Linked DNA regions of Triticum aestivum: region 2 is linked to region 1. A link is a contact called in public Hi-C data. All regions are on one chromosome and are shown on one strand. Each heading gives the region's core, a stretch centred on a gene start, on an enhancer-like site or on the middle of the called end of the contact. The rest is flanking DNA. Distances are from core to core; before and after follow the strand shown. Region 1 holds the start of LOC123160153 (signal recognition particle receptor subunit beta). Region 2 holds the start of LOC123155975 (type II inositol polyphosphate 5-phosphatase 15).

What was found. Hi-C and Micro-C count contacts between places; a contact is called where the count stands out from the background.
Region 2: a contact with region 1 is called in a Hi-C map of leaf, with 6 times the contacts expected there. The contact joins the promoter of LOC123155975 here to the promoter of LOC123160153 in region 1. A contact is called at or near these places in 3 of 5 Hi-C or Micro-C datasets (leaf and an unstated tissue).

The regions. Positions count from the first base shown.
Region 1 is chr7B:215,237,957-215,245,020 of IWGSC CS RefSeq v2.1, reverse strand. It overlaps LOC123160153 (signal recognition particle receptor subunit beta), which reads left to right and starts at 1,267. Exons shown (of 6, transcript XM_044577967.1): 1 at 1,267-1,568; 2 at 2,538-2,620. The coding sequence starts at 1,439.
Region 2 is chr7B:215,816,530-215,823,342 of IWGSC CS RefSeq v2.1, reverse strand. LOC123155975 (type II inositol polyphosphate 5-phosphatase 15) reads right to left here and starts at 1,751. Exons shown (of 10, transcript XM_044574147.1): 1 at 577-1,751. The coding sequence starts at 1,411.

The DNA.
Region 1 (7,064 bases), core at 18-2,517:
AATTTTGAAAAAATTCCGAACAAATTTGGAAGCGCGAACAATTTTTTAAAGCAACAACATTTTTTGAAAATCTTGAGAACAAATTTTGAAACAGAGAACAATTTTGAAAAATCCCAAACAAATTTGGAAGAGCGAACAATTTTTTAAATGACGAACATGTTTTGAATCTTGAGAACAAATTTTGAAAAAATTCCAAACAAATTTGGAAGCGCGAACAATTTTTTAAAGCAACAACATTTTTTGAAAATCTTGAGAACAAATTTTGAAACAGAGAACAATTTTGAAAAATCCCAAACAAATTTGGAAGAGCAAACAATTTTTTAAATGACGAACATGTTTTGAATCTTGAGAAGAAATTTTGAAAAAATTCCAAACAAAGTTGGAAGCGCGAACAATTTTTGAATATGTGAACAAAAATTTGAAATCTGATACATTTTCTGAATTCGAAAGTTTGAACCTTTTTTGTAACAATAAGATTTTTTTTTTGAATTTTGAGAACATTTTTTCAAAAACTGAACTATTTTTGGTAACATGAACAAAATTTAAAATTTTGATTTAAAAACACGAACACTTTTTGAATTTGCAAGCAATATTTGAAACATGGAACATGTTTTGAACAAGTTTTGAAAACGGGAACATATTTCTTAAAACCGAACATATTTTAGTTTGTGAACAAAACTTAAAAAGACGAACACTTTTTGAAAATAAGCAAACAATTTTCGAAATTCTAAACTTTTACGAAATTTCTGAACAAAAATTTAGAAATAGGAACAGTTTCTAAAAGAATGAACATAATCTGAAAATTTCACTTTTTAAAAACTGAAAAAATCAAAAAATAAAATAGCAAGAAGAAAGAAAAAAAGAAGAAAAAACAAAGAGAAAAAAGGAAAAGGGAAATAAAAAGAAAAAATGAAAACGAAAAAAAATAAAACCGGTTCAGGAACCTTCTAGAAGGTTCCCAAAACCGGAAAAAACCGGCTGGGAATGTCATAGAAGGTTCCCAAAACCGATGTAGTGGGAACGCTTAACAGGCTGGCCCACCCGACTCCGCTAGCTCGATAACCCTGTGCGGGACCCCGACATTTTGCCGCAGAGAGCGGCAAATAGGGTTTTCCGTGGTTTCTGCCTTACGTGCATGCTGCAGAGTCGGCCTATCAAATATGGGCCGGACGACTTCTCCCTCCCATTGGGCCTGCCTTTTCCGAGCTGGTACTCCACGTGACGACCCAATAAGAAACCCGTGCGTCCTTCGTGCCCACCGCCCACTCATCGCATCGTGATCTGCTTCCAGACGAGTCCCCCCCCTCTTCGCCTCCTCCACCTCCTCCGCTGTCCCACTGTCCTCCCGTGATTCTCCGCGTCCAGCCGCTCCTAGAGGCTAGAGCCCCCGGCGCCACCGCCGCTCGCTCCTCTCGCCCTCCGCGCGGCGCTCACGGCGATGGATGAGTGGGTTCGCCAGGCCGAGGAGTGGGCGGGCCAGGCCGAGCGCTGGATCCGCCAGCAGCCCCCGGAGCAGATTTACGTCGCCGTCGCCGTGATTGCCGTCACAATTCTGGTGCTCCTCGCAGGTGATTTCCCGAGCCTAAGCTTCTTCTCGCAGTGTGTCCTTGCTACCGGCTGTTCGCGCAGTAGTCAAGAGCGTGTGCAGAATGCGGTCCCTGAAAAACTAGGCAGATAGATGTGGTAATTTGGCAACTTAAGAGCTGTCTCGGGAGCAGGTCCGCTTTGCCTGAAGGTGTTGGGCTTGTTTGAATTTGTGCGTTCCATGTGCACCTCTAGTTTCTGACTGATTCAAACTAGCTGTGGATGAGCAGTTGTGTCGTTAGCTGCAGTGTAATGCCAGTATGCCACTACGTTCAAATATGATTAAGTCGTAATTGAGCCCATGCCTATGATCAAGCTGAGAGCTGGTGCATAGTTGGTGGAATTTAGCTTGAATGGGGCACCAGGTCGCAGTTTCCTGTTTAATTATACTGGGTAAAAAACGTAATCTACAGTGGACGTAGTATCCTGTCTGTACAGGAATGATGCATTGGTAAGTTTGGATTTGTACACATCCTTAGTTCTTTTTTATACTGTTGACTCAGAACGGAAGCAGAGATGTTGAATTTATCAACTGATTTACACTATACTTTGCAGTGGGTCATAAGGTGTATCAAGTTAGTGGTGTAGTTCTGTTGATTTTGTCTGTATTTACATTTGCAAGTGCAGGCTGTAAAATCATAATACTGCAAGATGTTGGAAATTATGAGTTCTTAAACATCAATGCTTCTGGCAGAGTGATAATAACATGATAATATGTGTCGTGTTAATCTAGAGATAATTTATTTTCAGAGTGCAACATTTGAACTTATTACCTTAGTTTATGCAATGGTGCATCTCAAGATTTGAAATACATTGTTGTGTTGCCGTACTTAGTGATACTTCTGTTTTTGTGTTGCTGTACTAGTAATATTTCTGTCTTTGTGATTATAATTTCACTGGCGCTATATATGTGCAGCAATTGATGAGCAGTATATGTCTGATTTTTGTAACAGCTTCTTGTCTGAAATCATCGAAACCAAACACCATTGTGCTATCCGGGCTAAGTGGAAGTGGTAAAACTATTCTTTTCTACCAGGTAATTATCTACTATGGCAAGTTTCTCTCCCCCTTGGGTATCACAGTTACTCACATTCTAGTGGATTGACTCAAAACCATAGAATGTGGCCAGAGTAACGACCTTGCATATTTAGGTTTGCTAGTTTCTGTCTCTCTTCATTGCCAAGTTTTAGTTAGGGATTTGTCGTGGTTCTAAGCCTGACAGTAGAGTGGGGGGTAGGTATGGAGAGGCAAGGTCCTAGCTATGGAGAGGTTGTAAGCACAAAGGATGTACGAGTTCAGGCCCTTCTCGGAAGAAGTAACAGCCCTACGTCTCAGAGCCCGGAGGCGGTCGAGTGGATTATGAATGTATGAATTACAAGGTGCCGAACCCCTCTGCCTGTGGAGGGGGGTGGCTTATATAGAGTGCGCCAGGACCCCAGCCAGCCCACGTAGGAGAGGGTTTAAAGTGAGTTAAGTCTGGGGCGTTACTGGTAACGCCCCACATAAAGTGCCTTTACTATCATAAAGACTACTTGATTACAGGCCGTTGCAGTGCAGAGTGCCTCTTGACCTCCTGGTGGTCGAGTGAGTCTTCGTGGTCGAGTCCTTCAGGCCAGTCGAGTGAGTCCTCATTGGTCGACTGGAAGGCGACCTCTTCTAAGGATGTCTTGGGGTAAGTTACTTGGAACAGGTCCATGACCCTACCCTAGGTACATAACCCCATCATTAGCCCCCGAATGGATTGAGGCTTCGAGTGAAGGAGTTGATGTCGTTTCCGATTGACCTTTGCGCTCTAGTTGTGCGCTGTTCTGGACCAAAGAATCTCTTCGTTGACAGGGAGCAATTTGCCTTCAGTCGACTCGATCCATTCTGTTTTTACGTCGAGTGATCTTTCGGGCTTCGACGATCTCCGAGCGACGGATCGCCGGAAACACCGCGTCTGACAGACTGATTTGTTGCTCGCGGATTCCGCGGGATGCGAAATTTGGGGGCGCGCGCGAAGCGGGGCGGACCGCGGCGTTCGGATGGGACGGGGCATAGACGCCTCGATCTCCGCGCCGCCTTTTTCGCCACGTATCCAGCCTGCATAACTGCTCTCAGATATGATTAGATCGACCGGGCCCGCATGTCAGCCACTCGGAAGGGACCTTATAAATGCGCCCGGCGAGGATTTCTGTGCTGCGCCCCAGCATTCTCCCTCTCTCTCTGCTTCCTTCTTCCCTGCTCAGCGTGCTCGCTCTCGCCCCCGCACCACTTCCCTTCGCGCATCTCTCCGGCGACCATGGCCAAGGAGAAGACGGCGGCGCTGGAGCGCGCCAAGAAGGCGTCGGCGTCGGAGAAGGCGAAGGGGAGATCCACCAGCCGCGGAGGGTCCTCGTCCAGGTCCCGCCTGCCGAAGGGCTGGGTCCAAGGAGACTGGATCCAGTCGACCATCACAGAGAAGGACCTCCTCGACATGGCCAACGAGGGCTTGATCCCTCACGGAGCTGCGAGGTTGCCGGGGGAGGAGTGGCATCCACAGCCAGAAGAGGGTGAGTGTGTGCTTTTGGCCACTCATGTTGATCGTGGGTTTTCCTTGCCGCCAAGTATTTTTTTCCGTGGCTTCTTGAATTTCTTTGGAGCGCAGCTTCACCACTTTACCCCAAACTCCATTGCCTATCTTGCTGCATTCGTGTCCATGTGTGAGGGTTTCTTGGGCTGTCGACCGCACTGGGGTTTGTTCAAACATATCTTCACGTGTCGCTCTCAGACCGTGAAGAAGGCGAGCCCAGGTGATGAGAAAACCCGAGTCGTCCAAATGTGTGGGGGCCTGGGGATCCAGGTGAGGAATAAGAGCACCTTCCCGCCCATGACCTTTCCCGAGTCCGTCAGAGGCTGGCAGTCGACTTGGTTCTACTGCCAGGTCCAGTCGACGCCAGGGCAGTCGAGTGGACTCCCTCCATTTACCATGGACCGAGTGAACAAGCCCTCCCCTCTGAAGCTGATTCCGGAGGAGAAAGCCGACGTGAAGATGTTGATGGAGCGCGTGGTGCAGTTGGTTCGGGAGGGGGTGACGGGCATGGATCTTCTGGAGGTCTTCCTCAGGCGTCGCATCCAACCCCTTCAATTCCGGAGCCACTGCATGTGGTTGTACTGTGGGACCGAAGACGAGACTAGAGTCCATCCAGAAGCAGTCGACGACGTCACTCTGGAAAGATGGATGGTAGCCGTTACCGAAAACAAGGACAACCCGCGCGGAGCCAGAAGGATTCCTCCACTCGACCACAACAGCGACCCAAACAAGGTACACTTGCTCTGCTCTCCACTGCGCCCTTGTCGCATTCATTTCTGTTAATCCCGCCGACTGGTCGACTGATTCTTGTCTGGGCATTTGTTAGGCCCTCACTGAGCTGTACTCGATGCCCAATGGGGCACAAGCTTCGACTGAGGAGGGCGAGGCGAGCGGAGGCGAGAGCCAGGAAGAGGAGGAATGGGACTCGGATGTCGCAGAGGACGATGACGACGATGATGATGATGTCGGTGATGAAGACGACGTCGAGGACGAGGAAGAGGAGGAGGAGGTCGTGCCACCGCGCTCGGAAAGGCGGTCGAAGCTCGTCCACGACCCTTCGACTGAACGTGGCAAGGGGGTTGCGACGCAGTCGACCAAGCGCCCTAGGACCACCTCTCCAGCGCCGACTGAAAAGGCGCCGAAGCAGCCCAGGGCGGCCTCGTCGAAGCCGATCAAACTCTTGCCGAAGATGAAGGTGTCCATCCCTACCATATCGGGGTAACCGTGCTGCTCATATTTTCTTATTCCGTGTGAACTTTATTTCTGGTCGACGTTGAAGTTAGTCGACTGATCCTTTGGAGTTGCAGTGCTGCTACTTCTGAGACCTCGGCCCGGGCCGATGACCATGAGATGGAGGATGCGGCAACTTCGAACCCGGGTACTGTATTCTTAACACCGTTTTTAGTCGACTGACTCGCGATCTCTGATCCTGATCCTTCTCCGCAGCTCCACCCAACACTGTTATCGATCTCCCTGACGACGACGAGGATGAAGAACCACTGACACGCAGGAGGAGTCGGAAAGCGACCACCAGTAAGGTACCTCAGGATGTGACGGCGCCTGAGATCCTGACTGTGGAGGAAGGGAACACCACTCGACACCAGGTGTCCTTCGCAAATCCATTGACGAGTGCTCAGCAACCCTCCCTCTTTACGACGCACCACGTCCCAGAGGACCAAGCTGGCGCAGCGAAGGAGGCAATACGCCAGGCGGGACTCATGATGGAGCAGCTGAAGACCATCCGGGACGCGAGCCAGGCAGCTTATGACGCCAGTTCTGCCCTCCAAAGCAATGTCCAGGTCAGTCGACCGTTGTTTGTTCTGTTGGATATGCTACCAAAAACTTTTCTTTTCCGGAATTTATATTAGTCACCCACTGGGTGTGTCGAATAAACTCCGTGTTAGCGGGGGCACGCTGAGTGCACCCGCTGGGTGTAGTCCCCAAGGCTAAGGTCGACTACTGGCAGTCGGCCTTAGGCTTTATGATGTCAATCTTTCTGTCAGTCGACTGGTCGACTGGATTTCACAAACCGGTGGGGGCACGCTGAGTGCACCCACTGGGTGTAGCCCCCAAGGCTAAGGTCGACTGCTGGCAGTCGGCCTTAGGCTTTATAATGTCAATCTTTCTGTCAGTCGACTGGTCGACTGGATTTCACAAACCGGTGGGGGCACGCTGAGTGCACCCACTGGGTGTAGTCCCCGAGACTGTGGTCGACTGCTTGCAGTTGATCACAGTCTTAGAGAATGCATCTCGCACACTTTTTTTTTTTTTGAGGTCGACTGGTCGACTTTGTCTTCAACAGGATTAGTGGGGGCACGCTGAGTGCACCCACTGGGTGTAGTCCCCGAGACTACGGTCGAATGCTTGTATTCGGCTGTAGTCTTAGAAACGTGTGTTTTTCCCTTTTTCACTCGGAAGTGAATTATATTTGACATTTAGTCGATTGGTTCTTCGCAGAACTCCTGTGATCTTGTGGCTCGCTACTCAGAGCTGGAACAAAAACATACTCAAGTTGAGCTGAGCTTGAAGCTGGTTCAGGAGAAGCTGACAAAGGCAAAGGAGGAGACCGAAGGTATGTTTGGTGAGACCTGACGACTGCTTTTCCCCTTGCTTGTTTCAAAATCTGATCTTGCTGTAACTTGCAGGTAAGGTAAGGGAGGCCCAGCAGAAGAAAGACCTTGAGCTAGCTGAGAAGATCAAGCTTGCTGACGAGAAGTTAGCTTCAGTCACCAAGCTCGAACAAGACAATACCAATCTGAAAGCTGCTCTTGGGATTGCCAACAAGGAGGTCAGTCGACTGAAAACTGATAAAGCTGCCCTGACCGTCCAAGTCAGCAAATTGACTGAGAAGAAAACTGAACTGGAGGCCTTCCTGAGTGGTCTTGCCAAGAAGCTGTTTCTTATGCTTGAAGGTAAACCTCCATGTTTG
Region 2 (6,813 bases), core at 502-3,001, 580 kb before region 1:
CTGGGTGAAATTTGTCGCTTTCAGTTGTAATAAGGGCTTACTTTCGTCAGCTTAATTCTGTTATCTATTCACTGTTATTACACTGGTTTTCTCAGGTTGAAGCAAGAGCGAGGCACTAGGTGCGCCTTAACCAGGCTGTGATACCAAGCTTGCCTTATTTTTCTGTAAATAACCTGATTGATGATTAATATCAACGTGGTTGGACATGTTTGCTACATAATTATGAGAAAAAAAATTAGAACCAGGATGTCCGTCAGTATGGGGAAAAGCTAATTTTATTCTTTAGAAAGGCTAACTCTACCGTCCAAAACTCCAACCTAAAGTAAAAAAAGGTGTAAATGTGGCAGAAGCGCCATTGCCAAGTTAGCACTTGCCAATGATGTAAAATTAGGTAATCTTAGCATTTCGCGATGACTTAAAATCGGCTAAATTGAACATTTCCAGTTATCATCACGCCTTTCAGCAGAGTGCCATTGCCGGATTATGCTCATAGCTCATATCCAGTATACAATTTGCTTTTGCTCGAAGCAGTCAATGAAAACCAAAATTGGGTGATCAAGGAAGCGAGCTTCTCACCGTATGATGTGACAACCATGGAGAGCACCGGGGTGCGGCTGTGCGCCTGCCACGACAGGGCCTCCTTGAACATGGGCGCATTCTCGCCACCATCTGCTGCACCTGCCGGCGCCGTGGCGAGGTCCATGCGCCACGACCGGATCCTCCCATCCTTGTGGCCCGTCCACACGAGCTTGTTCGCGCTGTCCACCGCGACGCAGAGCGCTGGCGGCGCGGGCACGGATTCCGTGAACGGCGCGGTCTCCTCGTCTCCCCGGCGCGCCCCCACGACGCTCCCGGCGAACAGCTCGTCGAGGCCCCACACCCGAACCCCGGACTCGGCCCCCGCCCACAGCTGGCGAAGCTGCGGCTCGCACGCGAGCGTCCGCAGGAAGGAGCACACCTGCGTCTCCCGCGGCGGATGGGGCCGCACCTCGAGCGCCGGCGGGCGGCCAGGGTGCATGGCCGCGCGCAGCGGCACGCGGAAGATGCCCTCGCCCCCGCCCGCGCCAACGAACTCCGGCAGCGCACCCCTGCCCCCGTGCTCCGACGTCGCCACGGCCCGCTCCAGCGTCACCGCGCCGCCGCCGCCGAAGGAGGCGGCGTGTAAGTACATGGACTCGCCGCCGCGGCTGTGGTGGTGGTGAGGCGGGAGCTGGTGGGGACACGACACGCTGCGCGCGGGGTCGTGGCGGTGCGCCGAGGCGGAGGCGATGGGGTCGTCGTCAAGGCTGTGCGAGCTGAGCGCGGCGTGGCGCGCGTACGCCGCCTGCGCCACCGCGTCCCGCGCGAGCGGCTGGCTGTAGGATATCCCCTTGCGCTGCGGCGCCCGCCCCCGCTCGTCGTCGGGCTCCATGACCTCGCGTCCGCGCGCGAGCGCTCCTGGTCCGTCCGGCGGCGATTCGAGCTCGTACGCGCCCGTAAGGCGGAGACGGCGGGAGAGGAGAGGCGACGGAGACAGGGGCGGAAGGGGGAGGCCGCGCCGCGCCGTGGAGGCAAGGGAACTCCGGAGCTGGTGTGACAGTGTGCGGGAAGGCTGTTTGTTTCTGGTTATATGGGTGGATGCCTCGTGGACCGGGACCACGGGGGGTCCATGGGGAGGCACCGGCCGTGGCAGTGGGAAAGTGGGGGGCGTGGGGAAGCTCCTCGCCGTGATGTTGGAAGCGGCCCGAAGAGGGAGGTTGGTGCTGCCCGGGATCGCTGCCCTGAAAGCTACGGCTTTCCCAAATGGATCAGGGTCAACTGTATTGGGAAAGGAGAATTCTTGCAGGGGATTGACAAATTGTTTTGGTGTGCAACTCATGATAGCCATTCGTTTACTGTAGCTATATATTCGCTCCCCGGCCTGCAGATAATGCTTTATTTTTCCTTTTCGACCTGATAATGCTCATGTTTGCTCAAAGAAAACGTTTATTGCACGAAAAACTAAAATCACAGCTTTTTATAAAATTGAATGCCTGGCTAATTAGGAAAAGCAAGACTAAAACAAAACTATAATCATCTCCGTGAATCGAGTGTCATCAAAATAGAGTTGCTCATAGTCTTGCTAATATTGGTCGTTTTGGTGGTAGCACCGCTTGTTGGTTGCGCCATGTATCTGAGAGTGTAGTTGAAGATGCATTAGCAGACTGTAATTCTATTACCGAGGAATAAAACACACACTTTCCTCGAAAAAAATCTAGCCGAAAATGTTCGGTTATTAGTCTTAAAGGATTGAGCGCCCACTTTCCGCCGCAGTCGATTCAGAGGAGATGGCTGGTGGGCGGAGGGCGACATGGGGTTAATTCAAATCCGACATGGACAAATGCTTGATCGAGGCATAACGTTGCCTAGGCTTGAGCTTGATGCTGTTGGTGGCTACAACAGATTGATGAGTTCCAGGAGGAGGAGATGGTGGCTATGGTGATAAGCGATACATGCTTAAAGCACCCATAACTTAAGTTTAAATGTCACCATCTGATAACTTTATGAGAATTTTATATTTATTTATACTGATGTATATATAAAAACATTCAATGTTCGTTTATGATTTTAGCGTTTATTTCTCGAGGCAAACATATATTTTGGAATTGTGGATTTTTTTAGAAAAAATACGAGGGTGATTTTTTAACCCAATATAAAGCCACATGACCTAGACTTGGTTTAGGGGGGCAGGCGCATAAACCCCTTGAGGCGTATGGGTCATGTGTCTTAGCATTCTAGAAGCTCCATGATGCTCTCCTTTAATGACAAGCTTGTCCATCAAGTTTTAGGGGATTCATAAATTGTTTCAGTTTATGAAACTGATGACAACCATTTATTTAGCTATACTAAGCATGTGCATGTGTATTACCCGGGGGCAAATACTTTTTTTAGGGTAAACCTAAGCTTTATAACTAATGGTGCTCGGGTAAATCACCCGAGACACAAACAACCACTTGAGCCGGCATGATAGAGTTCCACTCAATACATTCTTTCGGTAAACAAAGACGACCTAATTTGGTTAGTTCATGCGCAATAGAGTTTGCAGTACGGCGACACATAGAAATAACAAGACGATCATACTAGACAAATCTTGATGCAAAATAAATAGATAAATAAAATTATGTTTTGGTTTTATAAAGCATATTTTATCATTTATTAAACTCGCAAAATAGGTATGCGACGTAATTAGTCTGCTTTATTGGGTTTTCAAAGATAAGGGACTGATTGTTATTCAAAGGGGTGATGGGGAGAAAATGAAATATGGAACCTTACGTTCTTTTTAAGTACTAGAGATTCATTACTCCATCTGCTGATAATGCTCCATTTTTCCTTTTGAACTTGATAATGCTCTCATTTGCTTAAACAAAACATTTATTGCACACAAAATTAAAATCACATTTAAAAAATTTGACACAAAAGATTATGAAGTGCTCGACTAATTAGGAAAAACAAGACAAGAACAACATTTATATTCAAACCTGAAAACAGAGTTTGTGTGAAGGCAAAATATAGTAAGAAATGTTTGGCTACTAGTCTTAAGGGTTGAGCGCTCACTTTTGGCCTCTATCAACTGGGAGGAGATGAGCGGTGGGAGGAGAATGAAGAGAAGAGGAGGAAGAGAAAGAGGTTGCCCACAATGGCGACGAGGGGTTAATACAATCGCTACATGCGCAAATGCTTGATCAAGGCATGACAATGCCTAGGATTGAGCTTGATGCTGTCGTGGCTACAACAGATTGATTAATTATAGGAGGGGGGATGGTAGTTGTGGTGATAGGTGATATGTCCTTGACGTATCGGTAATTTTTGAAGTTTAAATGTCTCTATCTTATGATTTTTAATGCAAATTTTTTATTTATTTGGACTATCATATCAATAAAAACGTTCAATATCGGTTTCTGTTTTTAGCCGTTATTTCCTCAAGGCAAACATGCATTTTGGACTTTTTTTGCGGGGTCATGCATTTTGGACTTATGGAAAGAAAATAAGAAACAAAAATACGGGGATGATCTTTGGACCAATATAAAGCGACATGACCTTGACATGACCCTTGAGGGCCTAGTCGCCTAAACCCGTGAGGCGTATGGGGATCCTACAAGCCTCTTGGAGCTCTCCTTTTACCGCACGCTTGCCCATCAAGTTTTTAGGGGATTGACACATTGTTTCAGTATGTAATTGATGACAACAATTTGCTTAGCAATATTCACTAGTACTACGTATGTTAATAATGCTCCATTTTTTCCTTTTGAACTTGATAATGCTCTTATTTACTTAAACAAAATATTTATTGCACGGAAACTAAAATCACAATTTTTTAAATTTGATGTAAAGTTTTGCATGTTCATTGGCCATGGAAAAAATTCCCAACTAATTAGGAAAAGCAAGATGAAAACAAAAACCATAATCAAAGATGAAAACAATGTTTGTGTGAAGGTAAAATCTAGTAAGAAATGTTCGGTTACTAGTCTTAAGAACTGACCTCTAGCTTTCGGCCTCTGTCAACTGGGAGGAGATGAGTGATGTGAGGAGGACGAGAAGGTAGAGAGGTGGGAGGTGCCTACAATGGTGACGAGGGGCAAATGTTTGGTCAAGGTATGATGATGTCCTCGGCTTAAGCCTGATACTACCGGTGGCTACAACAATTGATGAGTAGCAGGAAAGAGATGGTGGTGTGTGGTGACATTCCTCGTTCTACTGCTAGAAAGAAGATTGGATAAGGAAATTTTGATGTGATGTTAGTGTGGGGACACCATGCTCTAATCATATCCTTGGATTGAGGTCCAAATGAAGAGGGTTTAAGAATTGTTCACGAGTCCTCTTTTAGAATATTTTTCTTTCACTAGTCATTAGTTTTTTTTGCAGGGCACTAGTCATCAATTGAGGCTTCCAAACTCTAAATTCTCTCGTGTTAGAACTTTACTTAGAATAGTCTCTATGTATTTATTATCATGCATGTTGATTTATGTAAGATTGCATAGGAAAGGTTATATGTTTGAAAAATCACACTTTTGATCCTTCAAACAGTTCGTGAGTATAGTTTGGGCCCCTCAACTTCAGTGATAGGTAGTCTCGATCTCTAACGGCGTTAAAACTGTCCTAATATGGTCTCTTGCCCCTACAAAGAGTAGCAAAATTTATGACATGTTAGTCATTTCCCACAGTCGTGACGAAGTGTGCAAAAAAGTTGAAAAAAAAGAAAGGGAACAAAAGACAAACTTATTTTTTAGGGAAAGCATTATTATCTGGGTATTTTTTTAAAATATATTTGGACTCTTGAAAGTTGATAACAGTGTGGAATATTTTTGAACATCATATAAATCGATAAAATGATCTTTGTTTTAGTTTTTCTTTTCTTATTTTACCATGTTCTTAGCATTTTTGAATTACTCTTGATTAGTTTTCTACTACTTTTGTAAATGTTTCATATTTCTAATTATCCTTGTGATTCTTGTATCTGTTTTCATGTGTGTCTCTAACTTCCCCGAAATTTTCAATATGTTTGTGTTTTATGGAGCTTTGAGCTTTTATATTTATTTCATTTTTTTATTAAACCTCAATGAAAAAACTTTATTTACGTGACATGGTTAATCTTACTGCCATTTACAACTATCCACCCGATCAGTGGCGGAGCTTCATGGGGGCCAACTTGGGCGGTGCTTGATGAAATTGAGTGATCCATTGCTGTTGTAATGCTGCCCACATTTGTTACTCTTAATTTGGTGTACTTATGTAATGAAGTTGTATCAGTGGGCTTGTTTAAATTTGAGTCACCCATTGAAGTTGTTTGGGTCGGTGTACTTGTTTAAGTTAGTGGATTAGTATTTTTAATGGAAGTTGACTGAATTGTCTGATTTTTTATCATTGTTCTCAGTTAGCTGAATTTGTATGCAGTTAACTGGATATGTATACAGTTAACTGAATCTATATGAAGTCAACTAAATATGTATACAATTAACTGAATCTATATGCAGTTAACTAAATCTGTATACAGTTAACTGAATTTGTATTCAATTAACTGAGTTTCTTTACAGATAACTGAATTTGTGTTCAGTTAACTCAATGTTCCAAGTGTTAGTCATTTAACTGAAGTAAACACACTTAGTTCATGGATTTGTTATGTCAGTTTAAGCTAACTGAATTTGGATGCATTTAACTGAATTTGTATTCAGTTAACTTGTTGTTGAACTTGTAGTTAACTATTTCACTTAACTAAGTTAGTGTACTAAATTTTGCTGAACTTCTAGTTAGCAAAGTCAGTTAACTGAACCTAAAGAATACAGCATGCTATTTATAGTAAGTGGTACATAGCAACAATGTATCCACATGGAGACACAAAGAAGCATCAAAGCATTGCACTGCAACATTCCTAGCTGAGAGTAACATAGTCATCAAAACAAATGCAACTACTTACCACGCCATAGCACATAATCATAGATAGCAGTACTAGTTCATACCATACCATACTAGGTCATTATGGATAATTTATGTGCTTTAATATAGCAGTTAGGGCATATTTCTCCCTTAGTGGTTTTGGTGATTGATGACAATGCTTTTGCGGACTAATCGTGTGCATTGAGCATTTTAGGTAATCCATCATATGGCACAAAGATGATTTGAACCCCTCTTGATATTTATGAAGACGGTATTTTTATTGCGTTTCATTTTTGGTGGACTTGAGTCGTAGGATCACTGTACTATTAAGAGGGGGTCCGCTTTGGAAAGGTTGGGGTGGAATCAACACATACACTGTCACCTTGCACCCTCTTTCTTTACCATTTCGTGAGCTTGTCCCTC